2 separate regions of the Muntiacus reevesi genome follow, and region 1 is linked to region 2. The links are chromatin contacts, called in public Hi-C maps. All regions are on one chromosome and are shown on one strand. The core of a region is the stretch at or near the end of the contact, and the rest is flanking DNA. Distances in the headings are between cores, read along the strand shown. Region 1 holds the start of ARR3 (arrestin 3). Region 2 holds the start of IGBP1 (immunoglobulin binding protein 1).

Evidence for each region. Hi-C and Micro-C count contacts between places; a contact is called where the count stands out from the background.
Region 1: a Hi-C map of blood shows a contact between it and region 2, with 2.7 times the contacts expected there. The contact joins the promoter of ARR3 here to the promoter of IGBP1 in region 2. A contact is called at or near these places in 2 of 3 Hi-C or Micro-C datasets (blood and muscle).

Annotation. Positions count from the first base shown.
Region 1 is chrX:61,134,312-61,137,169 of mMunRee1.1, reverse strand. ARR3 (arrestin 3) reads right to left here and starts at 1,297. Exons shown (of 16, transcript XM_065915743.1): 1 at 1,281-1,297; 2 at 988-1,018; 3 at 763-823; 4 at 559-603. The coding sequence starts at 1,297. All of the region lies in intron 6 of PDZD11 (PDZ domain containing 11), which reads left to right.
Region 2 is chrX:60,989,857-60,992,556 of mMunRee1.1, reverse strand. It overlaps IGBP1 (immunoglobulin binding protein 1), which reads right to left and starts at 1,438. Exons shown (of 6, transcript XM_065914782.1): 1 at 752-1,438; 2 at 73-366. The coding sequence starts at 942.

The DNA of each region.
Region 1 (2,858 bases), core at 48-2,547, 140 kb before region 2:
TTTGAAAATCAGGACATTTGCTTAATGCAAATTTTAATAATTTAATCCATATTTTAGTAATATGGATTTCTGGTGTACTGGATCTTTCAGTAGGCAGTCTAAGTGTGTGTTCAGGTTAGCAGTGAAGCAAAGGCCCCACCAACAATAAGGGAGAAAATTAGAGATTTTAGAAAAAAGCATTAAATTTCAGCACACATGTAAATTTTGTGTGATCTTGGAAAAGAAAATGTAATTAATGCTTTAGAAATATATCTATTTTAAATATTATTTGGAAGAGGCACTAGAATCTTTTCAGACTTTGAGCCTCTCAAAGTCTTATTCTGACCTTTATTTCCAGTTCCTCTTTAACAATCAGAAAATTTGGCCACACAGGGCTGAAATTCCCAGTTGTTAGCTTCTGTCAGATAAGACATTCACAGTTCCCACCACTTTTTAATTTTATTATAACCCTCTGGTCCACTTGTCCAGCCCACTCATTCAGATTACTTGTCTGGTGTATGTGATCTTTTAGGTTGGGATCCCTGGCATATACACAGACCAATAAGGATTTTTACTTACTCTTTCGGCCTTTTAAGTAATCAGGGTCAACCAGGACTACACCATCTATGGAGAGGGGAAGAGACGGCATTCTGGTCAGGAAAAGTCCTCAGACTATGAAACAGAAGTTCTTCTTCTGCATGGTCCTTTCTTGGCTTTCTTTCACTCCCTTGCTCCCACTCCCCTCCTTCTCCCTAGGCTCTTTCTCTTTTCGGACTCACTGACCGATGGGTTCCACCATGTCCACATGGTCCACGAAGTCCCGTTTCCCCAGGTACATGGATAGCTGTTGTGGAACAACCTCCCATGTTACTCTCATAATCTTCTTTTAATGGATTCCCCTGAAGGCCCCAACCCAAGGCCCCATCCCAAACCCCTGAGACCTTGAAGGATGTACACACCTATCCCTTTTTCCCCTTTCATTTGCCCTGCTGGGTCAGGTTCTCTCACCTTGCCATTGGAGCAGGTCTTCTTAAACACCCTAAGAGGAGAAAATCAGAGGATATGGAAAGGGATTGGAAGAGAAGGGAGGGGGAGAAGAAGGGAAAGGAAAGAAAGGGAATTGGGGAGAAAAGGAACTATTTCTAGGATTAGAGGAAGAGACCCAAGAAGAATGAAGTGACACTCAGGTGGAGGCAACACAAGTAGAAGAGAGGTTGCAAACTCCTCCACCCCAAAGGCAGGTCGTTGGGTTTGGGTAAGCCACAAGTCCCAGAAGCAGAGAATTAGCAGTTCTTACTTACCTAGACATGTTGGCCATGGTGTGGATGTTGAGCCTTTTCTGGCAAGAGGGGAAGGAGGGAGGCTCAATCATTTGATCCCATTCTCCTTACCTGGCTTTGATATACCATCTGGACACACCTGGTGTGACATAACCTTTTCTTCTTAGGTAGACACCTCACCACGGTCTATGCTTCCTATTCTCCCTCCTACCAGGGTTACTTATTCAGGCATACTCTCACCCATCCAGGACACAGGAAAAAAACTCCCCTAGTTTTTACAAATTATTGACTAATCATACTGTTTGTTCTCCAGAAAGGATGAGGCTTTTTTAAATAGCTGGGGCCCTCTCCTCTCTAGTGTTTTGGGAGAAGGAATTTGTTTGGAGAAAGACCTTCATCCAGGAAAGTATGAAGAAAATTGTACTGAATGAGGTTGAGCATCACCTAGCACAGGGTAGATGCCAAGACGTGTTTGTTAGATACATGAGTGAATGAATGAACAAAACCCAGACTCTGGTTTCTGCCTGGATTCTGAGCCTGAGTTCACCTCACGGTGGCCTTAACACAACTAAGGAAGGAGAAAGGTGCAGGAGAGTAAAGGTGCCCTCATGCTCTTGGTTGTTGATGGCAGAAGCCTCTATGGAAGTTGAAAGCCTTCCTTGACACTATTCATTGTTCTCATCATCCTCCCCAGATTTGCCCACTCTTACCCCCATCAATGTATCCAGGTGCTAAGCCTTGATCCTTAGAGAAAGATATCTCTCTAATGCTTTTCTTTGATGTGTATTAGATCTGGCCTGAGAGGAACTTAGGGGAGTTTCAGAGGTCTCTCCCAGGGTATCTCGGCCTGAGTGCCTGTCAGCTCTGTTGGGAAAGGTGCCCCTCAAATGCTTCTTGATATATAGAGGAAGGTGCTAAGGGCAGGGGATATGGGACCTAGTATGGGCTGGAAATAAGAGGACTTTGGACTATACCTGGGGAGGAAGGTGAAGCTCACATCCGTCTCCAGCTCTGGTCGCTATGCTCGCCTCTCCAACCTCTTATACCCAAGGTCCTGTGAATTTTCAGATTGGTGGGGGTCAAGGGAGAAGAATAGGGTCCGGGGGCGGGGTCTAAAATACTGCTTTATAAATAGCTCAGGTGCCAAGAGTTTGGAAAGCAGATTAGTGGACAAAAGATTAGTTGCTAAAAGATTAGCTGCTTGTTGCTGAGACAGGGCCAAGGTCAGGGGTTGAATCTGATGGTGTTAAAGTCAGGGGAGCTTGAGAAAAGGAACTACAGGGTTTTGGCCTCATGAGGCCTTGAACCTGAGGACTGGGATCAAAGGGGAGTTGGGGACATTAAAAGAAATGCAAGGTGAGAGATAGAAATAGGAAGGCTCAAAGTATAAGCCTTTGTGATTCTGAAAGGAGAGTCTTGTGTCACATTCCAGTCTTTCTGTATCTCTTGAGCAGGTATAACAGGCCACACAAAAGCCAAGGGTATGGGAAAGAGCACCCTTTCCCTAGCCCACCGCTACTTGGGACTTGGGGCTCTTGAAGTAATGTTTAGAGACCCAGTTATCCCAGATTATGTGCACAGCAGGAGTAGATCTCCTGT
Region 2 (2,700 bases), core at 189-2,688:
TCCCACCCCCCAGAAAAAAACATGCACCCTTCCCCAATAGCACTGCCATTAGGCAGTCCTCAAATGACCCACCTCTCTATTTTAGCCTGTCTCTGAGATGCCATAGCAACGATGCTAGGATAGGCCATGGAGGAATTAGCAGTGTTATTTTCAGCTGAGTTGGTCTTGGTTTTGGGCAGCTCAAACTCTGCCACATGATAGTGCTGGCACTGAATTAAGTAGTTTAAAAAGTGTTCTCGAGCCCACTGCAAATGATCTAGACGCTTGCTGGGATTGACTTGTTTCATGGCGAACGCTCCTTGAAATGCTGGCACCATCAGGTACTTCAGGTCGGTGGACGCGATCTCCTCCAAATCTTCATTTTGGCTGCAAAGAGCAGAGTAGGCTGTGAAGTCTGGCTAGTCATTCCAACTGCGGCCCTTGCTTCCTGGGGGAGGGGAGGGCTGGGATCGGGGTGGGACAAAGGGAGGCGGCACCTGGAACAGCTGCCGGCTTTCTTCAATGAAAGTGGCTGAGCACTCACATCCAATGCCTCTGCAAATAATCGAAACTAGGGAGGAGAGTCGTGGTTAATTAACTATCTTGGAAGAGAGGTAGAGAACGCAAACGATGTATACAGGATCGCAGGGGGAGGTAGGATAGAAAGGCTCCCAGTTTTAAAGGTCTCCTCCACCCAGGCTCAATGGCTCCACCCTTGGTGACCATCATTACCTACATCCTCTGCCGTTGGTTACTACCCTCTCGCCCATACCTGAACAAGTCGAGCTCCGACAACATTTCAGCAGCCTTCTTCAGGAGATCCAGTCCCTTGATCACCTTATCTTGGATTATTCGGGAGCCGGTGGGCTCAGTTGCGATTTCCAGTTCGTCCAAAAGCTGCTTGCTGGTTTCGAACAGCTCAGGGAGCCGCGGTAACAGTAACTCGTCTTCGGCTGCTGCCATCTTAGGGAGGGAGGAACCCGGAAAGCCTCACTTCCGGGGTCAAAGGCAACCCTGGGAAAGCTGAGCTAGGCGAGAGATGAAGAAACCGGAAGGGGCGCTGCATTGGTTCAGTAGCTCCATTGTTACCTAAGCGTCTGAAAACTTCCGTAGGCTGCTGTTAAGTCAGCCTAGCAACCGTTTCCATGGACTCGTTTTGTCCTGCTGCCTATTACTAGTAGACATCTGTGAATGATACACACACGCAAATAAAAAAGCAAACCCCAGGCGCTGCTTTTCGCCCATCTCCTCGTCCCGGACCCGGGCCCGGACTGTGCCATCGGCTCTGAGGAGCGGGTGTGACAAGGCTGAATTCGGAGCCAGGGCGGGCGCGAGAAGGCAGGAGCACTCCAGGAGCCGGCCAGGCGAGCGCCTTACCTCGTGAGGCGCTCCCTGGCCACAGGGGCCAGGGCGGCCAGGGGCTCCGAACTCCGCGCAGCTTGCCGGGTTCGCAGGTCTGCGCGCGTGAGAGCGAAGTGTAAGTAGCGCCCCCCTCCGGCTTCTGGCCACCCAGCAGCTCGAGCTTTGCCTACCGGCCAATCCTCGCCCTTCCTCTTCCCCGTGACGTCACCCCTCTTACACACACACACACACACACACACACACACACACACACACACACACACACACAGTTAAAAGTTACTGTCACCCCTTTACACACATACACAGTCAAAAGTCACCCCTCCTAAAAACACACACACGTTTTCAAAAGTCACTTCCTCTGAAAACTTCCTTGAGCCCCTTTCCCCTGCCAAATGAAAATTTTCGGTGCATCTCTATCAGAACACCTACCACATTATATTACAGCTAGTGATTTACAAATCTATCTCCCTTACCAGTATAAGTCTGATTAATTTTTGCGCTCCTCTGGCTAGCCCAGTGCCTGGTACTTATTACGTGCCCAATGTCATCATATGAATAGAAAAATAAGTGTTCGGTTTGGAAAGCAGCTCTGTTAAGCAGAACAGCGTTGTTCAATGCGGTAGCCACTTGCCACATGGGGCTATTGAGTACTTGAATGTGGCTATTTGGAATTGAGATGTGCTGTAGTGTAAAATATACACCGGATTTTGAAAAAAATATAAAAAAATGATACAAAATATCTCAATCATTTTTACACTGACTACATGTTGAAATGCTAATATTTTGTGTATATCTTGGGTTAAATATATTATTAAAATTAATTTCACTTGTCTTCCCTTTTTAAATATGCCTACTAGAAAACTTAGAATTTCATATCAAGTTCACTTTTGTGGCTCACATTATATTTCTTTGTTATTTTAAAATTTATTTATTTTTAATTTAAGGATAATTGCTTCACAATATTGTGTTGATTTCTGCCATACATCAACATGAATCAGCCATAGGTATACATATGTCCCTTCCCTCTTGAACCTCCCTCCCACCTCCCACTCCTTCCCATTCTACTGCATTGGTGTAAAAATATAATTCCAGGACTTTGAAAGAAGGGATCTCATTGCTTTGAACATATCAATATAAATATATTCTGATTACCTTAGGATTTCCTTGGAAGAATCTGCCTGCAATGCAGGAGACCCTGGTTCGATTCCTGGGTTAGGAAGATCTGCTGGAGAAGGGAAAGGCTACCAACTCCAGTTTTCTTGGGCTTCCCTCGTGGCTCAGCTGGTAAAGAATCTGCCTGCAATGAGGGAGACCTGGGTTGGGAAGATCCCCTGGAGAAGGGAACAGCTACCCACTCCA